6 separate regions of the Mus musculus genome follow, and all the other regions are linked to region 4. The links are chromatin contacts, called in public HiCAR-type and promoter capture Hi-C maps. All regions are on one chromosome and are shown on one strand. The core of a region is the stretch at or near the end of the contact, and the rest is flanking DNA. Distances in the headings are between cores, read along the strand shown.

Region 1 (2,855 bases), core at 169-2,668, 2.8 Mb before region 4:
CTTGCCATTTTACCACCCCTGAAACGCTTGGCTTGTCGCCCACCTTCAGCAAAGCAGGAAGCCTGGCTCACCATCCCCACTCACTCACTGCCATTCTGGGTGAAGGCTGCTTTGCTCCCATTTTTCAGATTAGGAAACGGAGGCTCCAAAGAGCAGCAATCCACTGAGAGACCCAGTATCTGTCTGGGACGTTTCCTCCTGGGAGGAGAGGGAGGCTAGTCCTTTGAGACAGGAAAATGCAGTCGGGAGCTCTTCTGAACTTGGGTACCAACTGCCTACTCCTCAGGCCCTACCTGGGGCTAGGGGTGGGGTTGTTAGACAGTGAGGTACCAAAGGACTCATGTCAGGACCCCGCCCCCCCAAGAGAGGAGGGGGGTGGGAACATTCTCTAGTCCCAGATTTCACTTATGTACTCTGTAGAGCTGCAGCATCTGGGGTTTGAAGGCTTTGGGTTAAAAGATACTTGGGAAGGAAAAGCCGAGAAGTACCTGGGCCCGGATCCCTTGGGTGCTGGACTTGAGGGGAGGTGTGTGTGTGTGTGTGTGTGTGTGCGCGTGTGTGTGTGTGTGTGTGTGTGTATGTGTGTGTGTGTTGGGGGAGTGAAGTGTAGAAAGAACTTTATCTCCACATTATCTCTGCCAGTCCTGGAAGGTTCCCAGAGGAAGTGGCACCCGAGGGGGGAGGGGCAGGGAGAGAACGTTCCCCGAGGAACAAAAGCCAGGATAGCAGAGGGGCAAGCGGTGGGGGTACCGAGGGGGTTTTGCATGACTGGAGCAAATGGAGTGTTGGGGGGGGGGCGGTTCGAAAGATGAGCCAGGTCCAAGAGTGGCCACCTCCGAGGAGCCTTCTCGGATTCCTGCGCTCCCTCCCGGATGCTTTCCTAGCACAGCCCTTAGTTGCTACACTTTGGCCACTTCCAAGTGCGAGTCCCGAGAGAGCTGGGCAGATTGGGATTCTTCTCTCTGGGTCCCTGCGGCGTCTGTCCCAGTGCCGGACACCCGGTGGGCACTCGGTAAATATTTGTAGAGCGCCCTGGGAGGAATGAATGAAGCCATTGGGCCAGGCTTGGGGAGGGCGGGGACAGGCGCAGGTGGGAGGCAGCGGGAGCGGGAGGGGCGGGGAAGTCAGTCCTCCCGCTCCTCCCCCGCTCCCCGGCCCCAGCGCGCCCAACTCCGGGGCTCCCGAGGCGGCGGGCGGGCGATCCGGGCGCGCAGGGCCCTTGTATTGGGCACGCGGGAGATCGGAAAGGGGTTTGTTGCTGGTGCCCGCGGGCCCGAGCGCGATCAGAGCGGGAGGAGGGAGCTAGGGTTCGCTCAGCGCCCAGCTGCCTCTCCGGCACTCGCTCTCCGGACTTGTAGGTCTGCAAGCTGCTGCTCCTCCCACCCCGGCCCGCCTCCTCGCTCTCTTGCTCGCTCTCTGGAGTTGCTGTGCTAGCCTTGCCGTGCGTCCTGGCGAGTGCGGGCCGAGGGGCCCCGGGCCAGAACTGAGTAAAGGACAGGGGCGTCCCGGGCAAAGCGCAGCCGGCCGGGGAGTGGCCATGTGTGGCGAGGCCGCCTTGAAGCTCGCCTGCAGCAAGTGACCTCGGGTCGTGGACCGCTGCCCTGCCCCCTCCGCTGCCACCTGGGGCGGCGCGGGCCCGGTGCCCCGGATCGCGCGTAGAGCCGGCGCGATGCACGTGCGCTCGCTGCGCGCTGCGGCGCCACACAGCTTCGTGGCGCTCTGGGCGCCTCTGTTCTTGCTGCGCTCCGCCCTGGCCGATTTCAGCCTGGACAACGAGGTGCACTCCAGCTTCATCCACCGGCGCCTCCGCAGCCAGGAGCGGCGGGAGATGCAGCGGGAGATCCTGTCCATCTTAGGGTTGCCCCATCGCCCGCGCCCGCACCTCCAGGGAAAGCATAATTCGGCGCCCATGTTCATGTTGGACCTGTACAACGCCATGGCGGTGGAGGAGAGCGGGCCGGACGGACAGGGCTTCTCCTACCCCTACAAGGCCGTCTTCAGTACCCAGGGCCCCCCTTTAGCCAGCCTGCAGGACAGCCACTTCCTCACTGACGCCGACATGGTCATGAGCTTCGTCAACCTAGGTGAGTGGCGGTGGGAGGGGATATATTTCAGACTGGGGCCACTTTGGGACTGGGAGAGGGTCTCTGCTTACAGCCACTGTGGTCCACCTTTCCATTTGCAAAGCATCAGTGCCCGCCAGAGACTCTTCGCCCCGGGGTCTTAGTAGACTTTAAGCTCTGTGCGTCTCGGATAAGTCTTGCTGGCTCGGAGGGTTTGTCCGGGCTATCCGGAGGGTGCACCCCCAGCCCTGAGTCTCTGTCTGCTCCGCCGCGGGTTCATCTCACTCAGGGGCGGGAGGTCCCGGCTCGGCAGCGGCTTAGTTCAAAGCGCCCGGCTGGGTCATGTGAGCTGAACCGGCTTCAGCGGCCCGCGCTACCTGGATTTAAAGGGCCCTTGTGGGCAAAGCTGCCTTCCCGCCTTTCCTCTGCCCCTCTGAGGCCAGCTTGGTTCTGACATCCCGCGCATCCCCTTTTCTTCCCCTCTCTGACCCTACCTGTCCCATTGCGGAGCGCTGGTTTCGGCGTGCGCTCGGAGTGCCGCGGGGCTCCTCGCCTAGCCGCCAGTCGCCCACCTTTGGACTCTCGGCTGGAGCCGGGGAAAGAACGTTGCCATTGCGAGTTTTCTATTTTAAATGTTTAATGATAGGTCCCGGGCGGGCAGAATCCATTTTCAGCGTTTATCACGTGTGGCGCGCAAACCACGGGTTTTGGCGATTGGGTGGCTGGGGACCTCGGAACAGAGGCCGCCATGGAATGGCTGGGGAACCCGTTTCCCTGCTGGAGTTCCAGCCA
Region 2 (2,869 bases), core at 143-2,642, 2.9 Mb before region 4:
GCATGGGTAAGGTCCCAGGGCCACACACAGGGAGGGCAAATAACACGCGCCACTCTCCTGGTCAAAGCACATTAAGTCCACAGGCTGTACCAGCTTTTCGGGATGATCCCCTGCCTGGTCGGCATCTGACTTCTTCCCTCCCCAAGAGTAGGAGACTTTGGAAAAAAAAAATCATTATCCCTGGGACCATAAACTGCCGAGAAAGAGGAGCAAGCTCCCAAGCCAGGGGTGGTTGCCCTGGGCTGCCTCTGCAGGCACATGATTGCTGGCTGCCACTCGGGGACAAAGGGGGAGCGGGGGCAGCGTTTTTCCATCAGACAGATACCAAAGCTGAATATAGAAACAAGGAGGGCTGGAAAGAAAACTCAAAGCTCTTACCCGTCTGTAAGCTCCTAGGCTTGGCACCCAGGTAGGCCAGGTTCACATTGGCCTTGCGACCATCGATGATAGGGTTAGGGTCTTTGCAAGCCCTATCAGCCGCTGCCCGATCTGCCATGGTCACCTGCAGGAACACAGAGGGTCAGGGGCTTTGGTGGCTGGCTGAGGAAAACAAGGCAGAGAAGGGAAGGGGGTTTTGCCCGGGCATCGGGCCATCTCTGGGTCTTTCCTCCCAGAAGAGTATCTGGTATTTAGGACCCTTGGGGCACTGTCTTCTCTGCCTCCAGGGCTGCAGCTCCTTCCCCAAAGTTCAAGTGCGGAGTGCCTTCAAGGACAGCGACAATCCCCTAGGAAGTGGAGTAAAGGGAACCTCAAGGGGAGTCCTCCCCACCCCCCCGCTGTCCAGGCCATCAGTAAGTACCGTTAACTTTCTCAGAGAATTAGTTTGGGGACACTAGAGTGGAAGGAAGTGGGAAACCGTCTTCAAGTCGCTGGCGCTAACAGCTTACGCTTCTTTGGGGCAGCTGGAAAGTGTGGGGGAAGGGCCGACGGCCCCGGGAAGCCCCGGAGTCCCGGCTGCGCGCGGCGGGTCTGGGAGGCGGTGGGGGAGGGGCGGCGGCAGGTGCGCGCGCCGCGGGCACTCACGAAGCCGTAGCCGCGGGACTTGCCGGTCTGGCGGTCGGTGATGACCACGGCCTCCTCGATGTCTCCGAAGCCCTCGAAGTACTTTCTGAGCGATGCGTCGGTGGTGTGGTAGGGCAGGCCGCCCACGAAGATCTTGGTGAACGTGGTGTCCTTCTGTGAGCCGTGCATGGCGCTGGGGGCGGCGGACGGCCGCGGAAACACACTCGGGGAGCACGCGGGCTGCAGCAGCATCGGGGCCGCCGCTACCGAGCCGGCCGGCGCATGCGGGGGTGTCCCAGGCCGAATCCGAGTTCCCCACGCTGTCCCGCGCCGCTTCTCCGTCCGCCGCGAAGCGTCTACTCCGCGCCCTGCGAGCTGCCGGCCGCCTTTGTAGCCGGCCACGCCCCGCGGTCACGCCCCTCTCGTTTAAGACACGCCTTTGGAAGCGGGGGCCGCCGGGAATTGTAGTTCTAAGTACGTCCCGCGTGCCAGGACGCGGGTCCGGCGAATGAGGTGACTTAGCCCCTAGGTGCTCGCCGGTATCAGCTTGTCTGTCTCGCGGGGCGCACGGTCCGGTATATTCCAAGCGTTGCTTGATTCAGTGGTTTACACCCGAGCGACTAGGGGTGCAAACGTACTTGTTAAAAGGTCCGAAAAAAAAAAAAAAAAAGGTCCGAAGGAGTGCCTCAGCTACTCATTCGCGAACCCTTGTGGTTTGATCTCCCCATCACAAAAACCTGGCTGGTGACACACACCTGTAAACCCAACACTCAAGAAAGAGAGTCAGTTCAAGGCCACCCTTGGCTATATACTAAGTTTGAGGCCAGCTGGACTAAATCATACCCTGTCTCCAAAAAATAAAAAATAAAAATAAAGGGCAAAGTGAATTTGCCATGTTTATAAAAATAATTCACACGCACACCATAATACATCACACGTACTTTGGCGGTCCTGTGGTGTCAGGGATTCTCTGCTGGGACTTCAACAATGGCATACCCCGGGACACTAGGTAGTCTGTGAAAATGAGGGCTAATCGATAGTGAATACACCTTTTACAGTCTTGTAGAAAGCTAAGAGCTTTCTACTTTCTACTTTCTACTGTGAGGAAGAACAAAGGCGGCTGGGCTCCCATGTCACTGACATGGGACCGCCTGTGGGGTCACCCTTAGCAGGAGAACAAGCAGAAGGCATGACATGGCCTGTGTAGAACGTGGGCCAAGGCTGGGACCATGATGCCAGTCTGCAGAACTCTTCCCCACCAGCGCAAATGCAAACGTGGGGCCCTTGTTAGAGACAGAAATTTCAAACAGCCGAGTGGAATACACCGGTGATCCTAATACTGAGGAGTTGGGAGGGTGGGAGGGTTCCGGGTCCATACCCTGCTACACAGAAAGTCAGAAGCTAGCCTGTATGATGGGAAACCATAAAATAGAAAGAAGAAAATGGGAATTTCAGCACAGAAGCAGGCACGATGCTTTAGCCTCCGGGCCAGGAAGCAGCCCTGATCCTGCGTCCCTCATGTCCCCATTCCTGGTTATCACACTGGGACCTGAAGACCTACAGCTTTTAGTGGGGCTAAAACTGGCCTGGCCCCACTGGTCAAGGCGGACAGTAAGGCAGGCAGCCTCTGGGCAGGTTCAGCCCCAGTCAGTCTAGTCCCCTTCACACAGAGCAGAACTCCGAGCCTGCTGGGGATACCCCTGCCCAGCGCCTCACTCTCTTGGCTTTACCTTCCTCGCTTCAAGTTTCCTTTGCTGTAAGGCTTGTTCTCCCCAGACCCTACCCAACCGGGGCTTCTTTCTGGTCTAAGGTCTTCTGCTGCTGACGGAGCTCTCTAGCAAGTGTTGCTCAAGGCGTAGCGTAGGGA
Region 3 (2,913 bases), core at 410-2,909, 2.3 Mb before region 4:
GAGAGAGAGATACATAGTCGATAACCACAGAGGCAGGGATCATAGAAAAAAAAAAAAAAAAAAAAAGGAAAGCAGCAGAGGGGGCGGGCCTAAAGAGTGACTGCAGCTGACTGTGGTGAAGGCTGGGTGGACAAATGAGGGGAAAGAGCCAAGCAGCACACACTGTAACCAGCACTCCGGGGGCTGGGGCAAGCCTGGGCTACCTCACAGCAAGACCTTGCTTCAAGTGGCCCCTCCCCCCCAAGTCATGATGTCACTATGAGTGAGGAATGTTCAGGACGCTGGGGCAAGGTCTATGGTATCTAGAACAGAGTGAAAGAGCTAAAGAGGGGCAGAAGAGAGGGCAAAAAGACAAGCAGAGGTTTGTTCACACAGGACCCAATGGAGTTTATTAGGGATGTGTCAGGAAGTTATGCAGTGTCTTAAGTACAACACTGGATGGGATTCACCTCCCATCCCAAAGTTCTCTGAATGTTGGATCAGGAAACATGATCCTCCCCGTGCTGGGAACTGTATCGGGGGCATTCTCTCCCCGTGCTGGGAACTGTATCGGGGGCATTCTGTGCCTTCTATTATTAAACAGTCATCATCAACACTAGCTTTGAAATGCACATAAATGGATGGGGACAGTGGTTCATGACTCTAGGCCACGTCAGTGGTGTTAACTAACTTTGCGGCATTCAATTTCCCATCCATTAAGTACACACTTTGCTCAATGTCTTGTAAGATTTACAGAATGCCCACGCATTTATTCAAAAATATTCACTGTGGCAGAAACTGTGCTAGTTCTGGAAGAAAAACAGTGCACAGAGTTCACCAGGAGGAGCTTGCAGTCACGTGACCATCAGCTGGGCTCAACCACCAATTCAGAGTGCTAAGAGCTGATAATTAGTTTAAGAAGGGTGTGACTTCACAAAGGGGAATGGTTTGGGGAGACTTTAATACACAAAGCTCAGGCTGGAGAGATGGCTCCGTGGTTAAGCCTGTGTACTGCTCTTCCAAAGGATCCGCGTTTGGTTCTAACAGCCAAGATTAATGGCTCACAAAAACCTGTAGCTCTAGCTCCCGGGCGTCCGATGCTTTCTTCTGGCCTCCTTGGATACCACACTCACACACAAAACATTTTTAAAAAAAGTATTATTCAAATACCAAGGCCTGTTGGCCAACACCTTTAATCCCAGTGCTCAGCAGGCAGAGGTGGGAGTCCCAGCCAGCCAGGGCCACACTGTGAGAGCCTTTCACAAAAACACACAAAGTCCATAAATAGCATCTATCACCGTGATCGTCGCTAGCTACAGATACGTTCCAGTCCTGGCTGGGCCACTAACTAGCTCTCCAGTCTCCGTCCCGTTCAACGTTAATGTTTCAAATCAACACAGCGTCTGTGGGGAGGATCCCAGTCTAACCGTACTGTTCAGTGCCTGCAAACAGTAAACCCTCCACAAGCGCTGTGACCACCGTTCATCCCGAGCCCCGCAGCCCGCAGTCCCCACTGACCTTCTCGACCTTCTTCGGCCCCTTCACCAGCTCGTGCCTCTTGGGGATGGTGCCTCCGTCGCAACCCATCCCAAAGCCGAAATCAGAAACCGTAGCAAAAACCAGAAGCCTTAGCAAAGACGAGAAGCCGTCGCTTCCGGGGTCTCTGGCGAAACCCTACCTACTTCCGGCGCTCCTTGATGACGCACACAACCAGCGCGCCGCGAAAGGGGCGGGGTCGCCGCGCGAGGCCTTGGTCCACACCAATTGTCTTGAAAATCTTGTCCGGGAGTTGGGCGTGGTTTCAGGGCGACGTGCTGGAGCATCCTTGGAGTGCGTCCACTTCCGGTCGTGGGCGGTCCCTGTTTTTTCCTCTGTGGTTCCGTAAGCTTGGGCCTGAGGGAGGACGGGAGAACATTTGTCGGGGTTGTCCCGAGGTCTGCGTCTCTGGCATTTTTGCAGACCAGTAGTGCTGTAAGTCTAAGGAGGAGATGGCCGGAATCTGTCTTCTCAGCTACCTCTCATGTATTTTAAATCCAGACTTAGAAAAGAAAAGACGTTGTGGGTGCTAGAGGGATGGCTCAGTGGTTAAGATCACTGACTGCTCTTCAGAAGTTCTGAGTTCCATTCCCAGCAACCACATGGTGGCTCACAACCATCTATAATGATATCTGATGCCCTCTTCTGGTGTGTTTGAAGACAGCTACAGTGTACTCAAATACATAAAATTAAAAAAAAAAAAAAAAAAAAGACGTGGTGGGTGGGCCTGCTTGTGCGCTACCTAACTGCAGATGCCTGTCGAGGCCTGAAGAGGGTGTTCTATCTTCCTGGGACTGGAGTTGATATGGTTGTGAGCTGCTGGGGTTCTGGGAATCCATCCTGTGCTTACTCAAAGAACAGCAAGCATTCTTAGCCACTGAGCGCCTCTCCACCCTGTATCCAGATGTATTTTGGGCAGAAGCTAGGGCTACAGTGTCTCCAACAAGCTTAGAGTAGCCACTCATCCCATTGTACCAGCTACAGAGATTAGTGCAGACAGAGAAAGGGGAGGGTGATCATATTGGGAAGAGAACAAATAAGGGGTTCAGTGACCCCCTAGTCTGCCTTTGGGGTACTAACATGAGCTGTAGGCCCAGAGGAACAACAGGGGCAAATGGTATGCATAAGTGAGCAGTCCTGGGATAAGTATGGCCTCCTTCATTTCTGTGTCTACACCAGTCCTGCAAGGTGGCCATTCTGAAGCCCACACTGCTTAAAGTGACCAGATAGTCTCAGATGACCATCTTTTCTGCCTTTTCACCCTCACTTAGGGGAGTGCTGTGTCCTCTGGGACTCCAATGCTCCTGGGATCCTAGGTGGTTGCAGGCCTAAGAAGTGACTTACTGTGCCTTCAGCTTTATGACACTAAACACCCTCAACTTGTCGATGGCTCTTTCA
Region 4 (2,700 bases), core at 51-2,550:
AAAAAGAATGCATATTAACGGCTGGGTGTGTTGGTACACATCTCTAATTCCAGCTCACCAGAGGCAGGGCTAGTAGGATCTCTGTGAGTTGCTAGTCTACCTAGCAAGTTCTAGGCAGCCAGGACTACATAGAGGTACTCTGTCTCAAAAAGCAAAATATATAAATAAATAATGTTAGGGAAGTACCTGAATTGGTAGGGTGATTGCTCAGCACATGAGACACTGGGCTCCACTCCTTCAATGATAATAACTTGTAATTCAAGACATGAAGGCTAGGAGTTCAAAGTCTGCCTCAGCTACAAAGCAAATTATAGCTGGCAGCCTGGACTTCCATGATAGCTTGTCTCAAATATATAATTTATATACCCACTATATGTGTGTGTGTGTATTTTGGATATATATATATATATATATATATATATATATATATATATATATATATGCGTGTGTGTGTTTGGATATATATGTGTGTGTGTGTTTATCTATAAATATTGATATATTTGTTTTATTTATATACCCACTATATGTGTGTGTGTATTTTGGAGATATATTTGGCTATATATATATAGCCAAAAACAGTCTCCTCGTTTAAGAAAAGAGTCAGGATGAAGCTGTTTCAAGCAAAAAACCAGCTCTCTCACATTTCTTCCTGACACAAACATTTGTTGACAGGCTTTTGGTCACTAAGCTAGCCTGAGTTCAGAACTGAGAAAAGGATCAAGAAATCAGTACTCCCTAGCCAAACACACTCTCATTTGTAACCCATTTCTGGCCAAATTCTGTAAGGCTGGGGCTTGTATGTAAGGCTTCCTAGGAACACGGGCCAGCCTATCTGGGGACCACGCCCATTTACAGTTCCACATGAAACCTGGAGGCCGGCCAGGGCTATGGCCAAATAGTTACTGCACCAGAATTAGTTAATCACAGGCCCCGGGGGAGATAGAGAGAACCCCCTCCACATGGACTAGCAGGGTATGGGGAGGTTCTGAGCTTCTGTCTTGGACACCCCAAGACCCTCAGCTATGTCCACTCTGCCCAAACTCCCCAGACCTCAGCAAATCGGGATAGCCTATCCGGGTTTAGGCCACAGACTGCTTTAGGCAGAGGTAGGAGAGAGAGAAAGAGAGAGAGAGAGAGAGAGAGAGAGAGAGAGAGAGAGAGAGAGAGAGAGAGAGAGAGAGAGATGGTGCAAGCAGGTTTCGAAATCTTGATGATTTCATGAACCAGTCAGTGTCTCCTTGCAGAAAAGCGCCGCGATTGGCGTCGGAGAATAACCGGCTTTGGGAAGCTTTCTAACTATCCAGGAGCCGCTGAAGCGGCCAGGCATCCCGGTCTGCCTGTTTCCATCCTCCAGAGGGAGTTCATTCACCTGATAACAAGGCTCGCAGAAAATAAACTGTCACACACTCGCTGCTTCTCACTTCCTGTTCTCTCTGGCAAACGCCCGAGGTTGTCCTCCTCGCTTCTGTTTCCTGTTTGGCTTTTCCATTGTATTCATTTAGATTTCTAGTCTTAAGAGTTATTCACTAAGCTGTCTTTTCAGCTGGCATAGGTGAATTGTTCGTAATAATGCGTTGCATTATGGCCTTTTTGGACATGTATATGATGAATATGGTACTCCACCCCTCCCCCACCTTCCAAAATGCCCCCCCCTTTACTTTTTTTTTTTTTTTTTTTTTTATCTTTGTGTGTGTGTGTGTGTGTGTGTGTGTATCCCTGGCTGTTGTGGAACTCACTCTGTAGACCAGGCTGGCTGCCTGTTTCTGCCTGCCAAGTGCTGGGATTAAAGGCACGAACAAGTATCCCCCTTTTATTTTTAAAATGGCCATTCTATCTTGCGCATTACCCAATGAGTTTAATTAGGGTTGTTTTCAGGAGTGTAGGTGGGAGAGGTGTTTGAGCATCTTAAACTAGTCAACATTTAAAAGTCGACCTTCTCTTCAAGAAACTGGTGTCTTTAACCTCAAAAGGAGAGTAGCTGTAGTCACTAGAATGGCATTCTGTATGTTTCTGTAGCGTATGAACTACATAAATAAAACTAGTTCAAATGTTACCTTGAAATCATTGGGACATGGTACCTATTTATTTATTTATTTTAATTTAATAACTTTAGTTTTGTGGCGAACGAAGCTGAGTACCATGTGGCTGAGTCACATCCCCCCCCCCCTCCAGCGCTCATTTCAATTTTAAAACTTCCTTAAATATCCCTTAACCAATGAGAAGGCAGTATCAAGGTACAAAGTTGTGGAAAACGCATCAAGGAGACCCATTACTTTCTTTGCTAATCCAGAAAGATTAATCTTAAAAAATGTAAAAAAAAAAAAAATTAGGAAAAATCCTGCCCCTTTTGTCTCTCCATATAAACAATCCTACATAAACAGTCCAAAAGCTGACACAGACGACGCCCATTGTCCCTGCTAGTGTGGTTAAAAGTAGCGTCGGCGCGATAAACCCAGTGATTCAGACGTGGAGAATATTGGTAATGTTGTAGGTATGCAAATAGAAATTAGTCGGGTCCCAGGAAGACTCTGTAATTCTAAATTCTGTAAATAAAGTTAAAATCGAGAGCGTATCTGAGGTTACCCGGAATCTATTTGCATACAGGCTTATCTTGTTTTTTTAGGCAGAAGAAGAAGGGTGGGGAGGGGAGGAGGAAGAAGGAAAAAAAAAAAATCCCAATTTTCACCACATGTTCTCAAA
Region 5 (2,990 bases), core at 327-2,826, 2.2 Mb before region 4:
GCCGGAGAGACAGACTGCCCGGAACTGCGGGGATGCCTTTGGATGAAAGATTTAGTGGGGCTGGCTCAACTACTCACTTCCCCAGCGCTTTGTGGGGCAAGATTCTCAACTCAGATATTTACAAGTCATCTAAACAAGGAGTCGCCACAGACCCCAGCCCTGGATCCCACGCCCAACACTTGTTACTATCACAATGACAAGCAACATTTAATTCCGGCAAGCAGCCTCCCATTTAGCAACTGTTTCATGGCTCTTTTGTATCTACCATTCTATCACATTTTGAAAGAATAGGAGGGGACAGAAAAGCAACGACTGTGAGCTTCACTTTCCTTGTGATCTCTCCTCCTTCTCCCCAAGCCCCCGCATACAGTATGGGTGTGTGAAACCCAAAAGTTGATGTCACAATGTCCTTCTCCATCACCCACCCACTTTATTTGTGTGTGTGTGTGTGTGTGTGTGTGTGTGTGTGTGTGTGTGTGTGTGTGGAGTTGGAGTTGCTTGTCTTAGGGATGCTGGCCAGAGAACTACAGGGACCTTGCTGTCACCTCCTTGCCGTCTCTGGGGTTACAGGTACACGCTTTCATGCCTGTTTTTTTTGTTTGTTTTTGTTTTTTGTTTTTTGTTTTTTTATGTGGGTACTGGGTACTGAATTCAGGTCCTTATGCCTGTATTGCAAGTACCATCGTCACATCTCAGGCTCCAGTGCCCTTCTTGGGTTAGCAGTGTGCCATGCTATACATATGCTATAGGACCGTCTCTTGGTTCCTGGCCCAGACTTGCAGTTTGTACCAGAGTTCCAGTCCCCAGCGCCCAAAGGAACACGAAGGCAGTTCATGGGTGTCCTTATTGGAGTTAGCAAGAGTAGAGCCAAGGTCTAAGCTCTCTCTATTCAAGAGAAGTGAGTGCCCCAAGCCAGTCAGAATCCTTGAGAGCCACACTAAGCACCTTCAGGATGCAGAGAAAGAGAGAATGTTTAAGAAGTTTGCTGAGTGGTGAAGAGACACACAGTGGGGGCTTGGGCTGTCTGCCTCCTGCCGATTTCACCCCATCATTTCCAGTCATCTTGAAACCAACAACTGGTAAAGAGCAAAGCTTTCTCATTCCAAACCTGCCTGCCACTAATAACCTACCCTTCGTGTTCATTAGAGACCCAAAGATAAAAACAGTTGAGTCAACTGTTGCTCTCATGCACTCAGCCCCAATCAGTCACTCACCTTGGGCGCACCCTCTCTGATGCTGGTGCCTCTCATGGCTGTGATGTGAGCAGGGTCCTCGGAGTTCTGCCGCTGATATATCTGGTTCCAGGGACCAATGATGCAATATCACTGCATGCTGCTGGCTGGTTCCCAGGAGCTGGATTCTATGGAACTGTTTGCCAACACATGGAAACAGTCGAGATGATTCTTTCAAGTAAAGAGAGTCAAATGAAAGGAACGGGGGAGGCGGGGCCAGAGCTTCAGGCCACACCCACGCCTCCATGCCTGCTGTCCCACTTCATGGTAAGTGGAGGCTGACACTCCTTTGCTGTGTGAAACCACAAAAGAAGAAGAAGGAGAAAAAAAAAAAAAAAAAAAAACCCACCCTTCTGCTTTACAAGGTGAAGTTCCTACTTTGAGCAGCCCAGCGTAGGATCACACCGCATTCTTGTCCCTTGAAGACTAATGGAACAATTCCCACCCAGCGAGGCAACACATTTCCATGATGAAGCAAAGCTGCTGGACTTCCGCTGAGGGTCAGCATGTCTTCCTTCCTGTCCCCTGCGGTGTGACAGCTGGGGTAACAGGAGTAAACTGCCCTGCTCTGAACCCCACGTTTTCTACACCTTCACTCCAATTCTCCGTGGTTATATTTTAGCGGGCGCTGCTGAGAGCACCAGATACTGCCCCACACTTGGCTCTTTGTGTCAAGCGAGTGCTCTGAACTCATGAAGTGGAGTCCTCACGACTTCCCAAGTTTAAAGTTTCCCTCAACTCAGACCCAATATCCAGAGAGGAGCCACGGAGTACAAAAAAAAAAAAACCAAAAAACAAACAAAACCAAAACCAAAAACAAACAAACAAACAAACAACCCCAAAAAAACCAAACAAACAAATAAGAAAACAAAACAAAAACCCAAAACTAGCTTAGGCTTCATTTCATTTCAGCATAAGGGTCCCCTCTTCTAAGCAGCTCCTCCCAGCTCCCCTGGGATTCGATCTGTAGACCAGGCTGGCCTTAAACTCACCAAGACCCACCTATTTTTGCCTCCCAGGTGTGAGATTTAAAAAGCATGCCATAGCCAGACCACGGTGGCACTCTCCTTTGATACCAGCACTCCCAGAAAGCAGAGGCTGGCTAATCTCAGTGAGTTTAATGATAGCCTGACTTACAAAGTAAGTTTGGGGCCAGCCCCGAACTCAAAGTGGAAAAAAAAAGTAAATTTAAAAAAATTGAACCAGTGAGATGGTTCAGTGGGTGAAGCTGTCAGCTGCTAAGCTGAAAACTTGTTGGAGTTATTGGAATTACACGGTGGGAGAAGAGGACTCCTGCAAGCTGTCTTTCTGACCTCTGCATGCATACTGCCACTCGTGTGCATACTTCCCTCCCCAGATAAAATAAATGCAATCAAAACAAGCAAACAGATAGAATGCTGTCTCTATTTTAAATGGTCTTTAAGGAACCAGTGATCAGCAATCTGCAGGCGACAGTAGCGAAAGGGGGTGACAATGACTAGACAGGATGAACAGGCTCTAGACAAATGTAGAACCGGGCATGCTCCCACCCCCACATCTACAGTGCTGAGACAGGAGAACAGCTGCGACTTTAAGGCTGTTCTGGGCCACCTCAGAGTTCTAGGCCAGTCTGGACTACGGTGTGAATCTGTCTTAGCAAATAGAAGTAGCTGTCAGCCACATGCTCCCTGCCAAAGTCCACAGGGAAGAAGTAGTAATTTCCAGAAGGCTTTTCACAAGAGAGACACATTCTGAAAAGGGTGGGGTGCGTCAGATCAG
Region 6 (2,796 bases), core at 119-2,618, 2.2 Mb before region 4:
AGTACTGACCAGAGTTCTTAACAATAATAACACCATGCAGGTCCTACTGGCAGATGCGGTGCCAAGCACCTAATTAGCATCCAATCACTAAACGAAGCTATTCAATATATTCGTGTTCATTAGAAAGAAATGGGGGCTGGAAAGATGGCTCAGTGGTTAAGAGCACTGTCTGCTCTTCCAAAGGACCTGGGTTCAATTCCCATGGCGGCTTACAACTGTCTCTAACTCCAGTTCCAAGGGGCCTGCCACCTAGACACCAATGCATGTAAAATAAAGCTAAATAAGTTTTTTTTTAAAAAGAAAGAAATGAATACAAATCTACCCCTGCATAAGATATTGGGACACAACAGAGGGTGAAATGTGTTCTAAGAATCTAGGGCACCCGTTCAAGTTAAGCCCTCCCCTTCCCCTCAAAGTTGAGGGGGAGCCTGCACACTCCAGAGCCCAGAACTTAACCATTTGACCTATCATCTTTACTCCTGTCAGGAAACATCTGGGGTTGTATCACGACATTTAAAGAAAACGGGGGTGGGAGAAGGAGGTTGAGCCTTTACTTAACTCCCCGCTTAACTTCCAATGGGACACAGATAACTTATATCCTTCCCGGAGGGGACACCGAGGCACGAGACCGGAGGAGCTCGCCCCCGGAAAGCTAACACCGGGGAATGCAGGGGGCCCAAAGCGAAGCCGCGCGACCACTTCTGCTCAGGGCGGAATTCCGGCTTGGACCCACCGGGACCGAGGCCCTTTGAGAGCCGGGGTGCAGGCCGGGCCGGCCAACTCTAGGACACGGACTTGGGGCGAGCGGCCTCCTGCCATCCTCTCCGTTAGCCCCGGTCCTTCACGTGATCCACTACAGACCCTAGCCAACCACACTAGCCCGCTTCCTTACGCCCCCTTGACCCCGTACCCGCAGATCAGGGTCTCGGTCTCCCGCTCTCTTCTAGAAAAATGGAGGAGCGAATCGTGCCCGATCGATCGCTCGGAGTGCACACCCAGTGCGCACGTGCAAAGGGCATGCAGCCGAGCGCCGAGCATCCCTGCTCCCTCGCAAGTCTGCCCTTCTCGCCATCTTACTCACTGGCACGTTCGAGACGCTCATTCACCGTCTCCGAACTAATCACCTCCGCGACTGCCTTGAATCCAAAGGGCTGTGTGTGACTGGCGAACGCCTGATCCTGGGGAGCACGGCGGGCGATAGAACGGCCGCAGATCGGACGGGCCGTTGGTGCACCACTTCCGGGCTCCGACAGCTCAGTGCGCCTGCGCCCAGCTACGGCAGGGAACGAGCTTCCCATAGTCGCGTTTACGGTGAGCCAATCACAGAACGGCATTGCTCCGGCTCTAGCCAATCAGCTCTTGGAGTAGAGGGTTTGACTCCTATTTTAAAAGGAGAACCTTTGAATTGTAACGGCTGAGCTACCGGGATCGCTTGGAGGCTTCGGTCGGGAGCAGGTTCCTGCCTGTGAGTTGGAAAGGGACATGGCTGTTGAGGGCGAGCCTGGATGCTGCAAACGGATAGGGAAGGCTGTGTGGCGTCGGGGTAATGGACTGTCTCAGTGGGTTTGCATTCTGTTTAAGAAAGGTCCAGACGTTTAAGATTTCCCGGCTTGGTTTTAGGTTCTTGTGGGAATGGGGATCCAGACCATCAGCTAACCGAGTAATTTGCAAACCGATGGTGGATGCGGGAACTGCGGCTTATTGGGGACTGCTTCGGGTGGAGAATCAGAGTCTAAGTCGACTCGACGAGTCTGTGGATGAACGGGAGTTCCCTCGTAGAGTGCCCAGGACTGGTGCTGCTCTTCCCGCAGCCTTCTGAGCAGTTTATGTCGGGACTACTTGAGGGTCTGTTTCAAAGCGCAGACCCGCTAAAGCTCAGTTTGTAGAATATTCCAGAAGTTTTAGGATTGAACACTGCCTTCGTGGTGGCCGCCGCTGTTTATTCCAACAGTAAGGTGGTGGAGGCAGGATCAAGTCAAAGGTCATCCTCAGCTACACAGTAGGTCCGAAAAACCAGCCTAAATTACATCCACATACGTCCCTACCTCAACACCTCCATCCCCACCACACACACACACACACACACACACACACACACACACACACCTAAATGTGTGGTTGCTTACATCAGCAGTCTGAGGCAGGAGGTTAGCCTTCGATTTAAGGCCAGCCACAGCTAATAAGTGAGAGCCTGTCTGGGGATGTAGTTCAGTTAGTAGGGTGCTTGCCTAGCCAGCCCTGGATTCCATTCCCAGCACTTGGAACCCCGAGGATGGTGATGACCTCTGTGGTCCTAGCACTGCGGAACTGCAGGCGGGAGGATCAGGAGTTCAGAGTAATCCTCCACCGTATAGCATGCTCAAGGCCAGCCTGGGATCCATGGAACTCTTGTCTCTACCACAAACATAAAGGTTAGGTGTGGTCTTGCATTCTTTTAATCCCAGCCTTTTGGAGGCAGAGGGAGGAACTCGGTGAGTTCAAGGCCAGCTTGGTCTACCTACATAATGAGTTCCAGAACAGCCAGGACTACCCAGGGAGACCCTGTCTCAAAAAAAAAATCCAAACCTAACAAACAAATCCTGGCTCCACTGCAAATACAGGAAATAGAAACCTCTTAGGGATAAGACCCTGGTGTAGCTATTATGGGAAAGCTAAACTGCAGGGCTGGTTATTAACCTTGGTCTGGGGCCCAGGAGTGTGAGGTAGCTGCAACTGCAGTCCTTTGCTCAGGGCTTCTGCCTCCTGCCTAGCTTCCCTGATCTGAAAAGGGGAACCCTGTGGCATGTGCAACTTTCT

Evidence for each region. Promoter capture Hi-C pulls out the DNA fragments that hold promoters and counts their contacts. HiCAR-type assays count read pairs that join an accessible place to other places.
Region 1: a promoter capture Hi-C map of liver shows a contact between it and region 4, with 7 times the contacts expected there. The contact joins the promoter of Bmp7 here to the enhancer-like site in region 4. A contact is called at or near these places in 4 of 39 promoter capture datasets (cranial neural crest, embryonic stem cells, hippocampal neurons and 1 more) and 1 of 115 datasets of contacts at active chromatin or transcription factors (astrocytes).
Region 2: a contact with region 4 is called in a promoter capture Hi-C map of pre-B cells, with 5 times the contacts expected there. The contact joins the promoter of Rbm38 here to the enhancer-like site in region 4. A contact is called at or near these places in 6 of 39 promoter capture datasets (the 3T3-L1 cell line, the C10 cell line, the HPC-7 cell line and 3 more), 3 of 484 Hi-C or Micro-C datasets (all in the G1E-ER4 cell line) and 1 of 115 datasets of contacts at active chromatin or transcription factors (large pre-B cells).
Region 3: a promoter capture Hi-C map of liver shows a contact between it and region 4, with 5 times the contacts expected there. The contact joins the promoter of Rtf2 here to the enhancer-like site in region 4. A contact is called at or near these places in 9 of 39 promoter capture datasets (the 3T3-L1 cell line, 3T3-L1-derived adipocytes, the C10 cell line and 5 more), 1 of 115 datasets of contacts at active chromatin or transcription factors (large pre-B cells) and 1 of 9 other capture datasets (adipose tissue).
Region 5: a contact with region 4 is called in a promoter capture Hi-C map of pre-B cells, with 7 times the contacts expected there. The contact joins the promoter of Cass4 here to the enhancer-like site in region 4. A contact is called at or near these places in 7 of 39 promoter capture datasets (the C10 cell line, the HPC-7 cell line, embryonic stem cells and 3 more) and 2 of 115 datasets of contacts at active chromatin or transcription factors (acute myeloid leukemia and large pre-B cells).
Region 6: a HiCAR-type map of astrocytes shows a contact between it and region 4, with 6 times the contacts expected there. The contact joins the promoter of Aurka here to the enhancer-like site in region 4. A contact is called at or near these places in 4 of 39 promoter capture datasets (the 3T3-L1 cell line, 3T3-L1-derived adipocytes and hippocampal neurons) and 5 of 115 datasets of contacts at active chromatin or transcription factors (the 230-238 cell line, the NIH/3T3 cell line, T-cell acute lymphoblastic leukemia and 2 more).

The regions. Positions count from the first base shown.
Region 1 is chr2:172,938,884-172,941,738 of GRCm38.p6, reverse strand. It overlaps Bmp7 (bone morphogenetic protein 7), which reads left to right and starts at 1,418. Exons shown (of 7, transcript NM_007557.3): 1 at 1,418-2,084. The coding sequence starts at 1,670. It overlaps Gm40010 (a long non-coding RNA gene), which reads left to right and starts at 2,094. Exons shown (of 3, transcript XR_867069.2): 1 at 2,094-2,855.
Region 2 is chr2:173,020,425-173,023,293 of GRCm38.p6, reverse strand. Rbm38 (RNA binding motif protein 38) reads right to left here and starts at 1,392. Exons shown (of 4, transcript NM_019547.2): 1 at 1,024-1,392; 2 at 379-502. The coding sequence starts at 1,254.
Region 3 is chr2:172,439,324-172,442,236 of GRCm38.p6, reverse strand. It overlaps Rtf2 (replication termination factor 2), which reads right to left and starts at 1,659. Exons shown (of 9, transcript NM_025542.2): 1 at 1,498-1,659. The coding sequence starts at 1,566.
Region 4 is chr2:170,153,826-170,156,525 of GRCm38.p6, reverse strand. No RefSeq gene overlaps it. Among named protein-coding and RNA genes, the nearest start is that of Zfp217, 24 kb to the right of the region's middle. Within about 2 kb of position 1,300, at least 201 of the 459 cell types and tissues checked have an H3K27ac peak or open chromatin away from gene starts, as enhancers often do. A contact at or near this core is called in the 230-238 cell line, 3T3-L1-derived adipocytes, the G1E-ER4 cell line and 10 more, where this site is marked.
Region 5 is chr2:172,392,230-172,395,219 of GRCm38.p6, reverse strand. Cass4 (Cas scaffolding protein family member 4) reads right to left here and starts at 1,576. Exons shown (of 7, transcript NM_001080820.3): 1 at 1,215-1,576. The coding sequence starts at 1,250.
Region 6 is chr2:172,369,142-172,371,937 of GRCm38.p6, reverse strand. Aurka (aurora kinase A) reads left to right here and starts at 1,368. Exons shown (of 9, transcript NM_001291185.1): 1 at 1,368-1,465. It overlaps Cstf1 (cleavage stimulation factor, 3' pre-RNA, subunit 1), which reads right to left and starts at 935. Exons shown (of 6, transcript NM_024199.2): 1 at 911-935.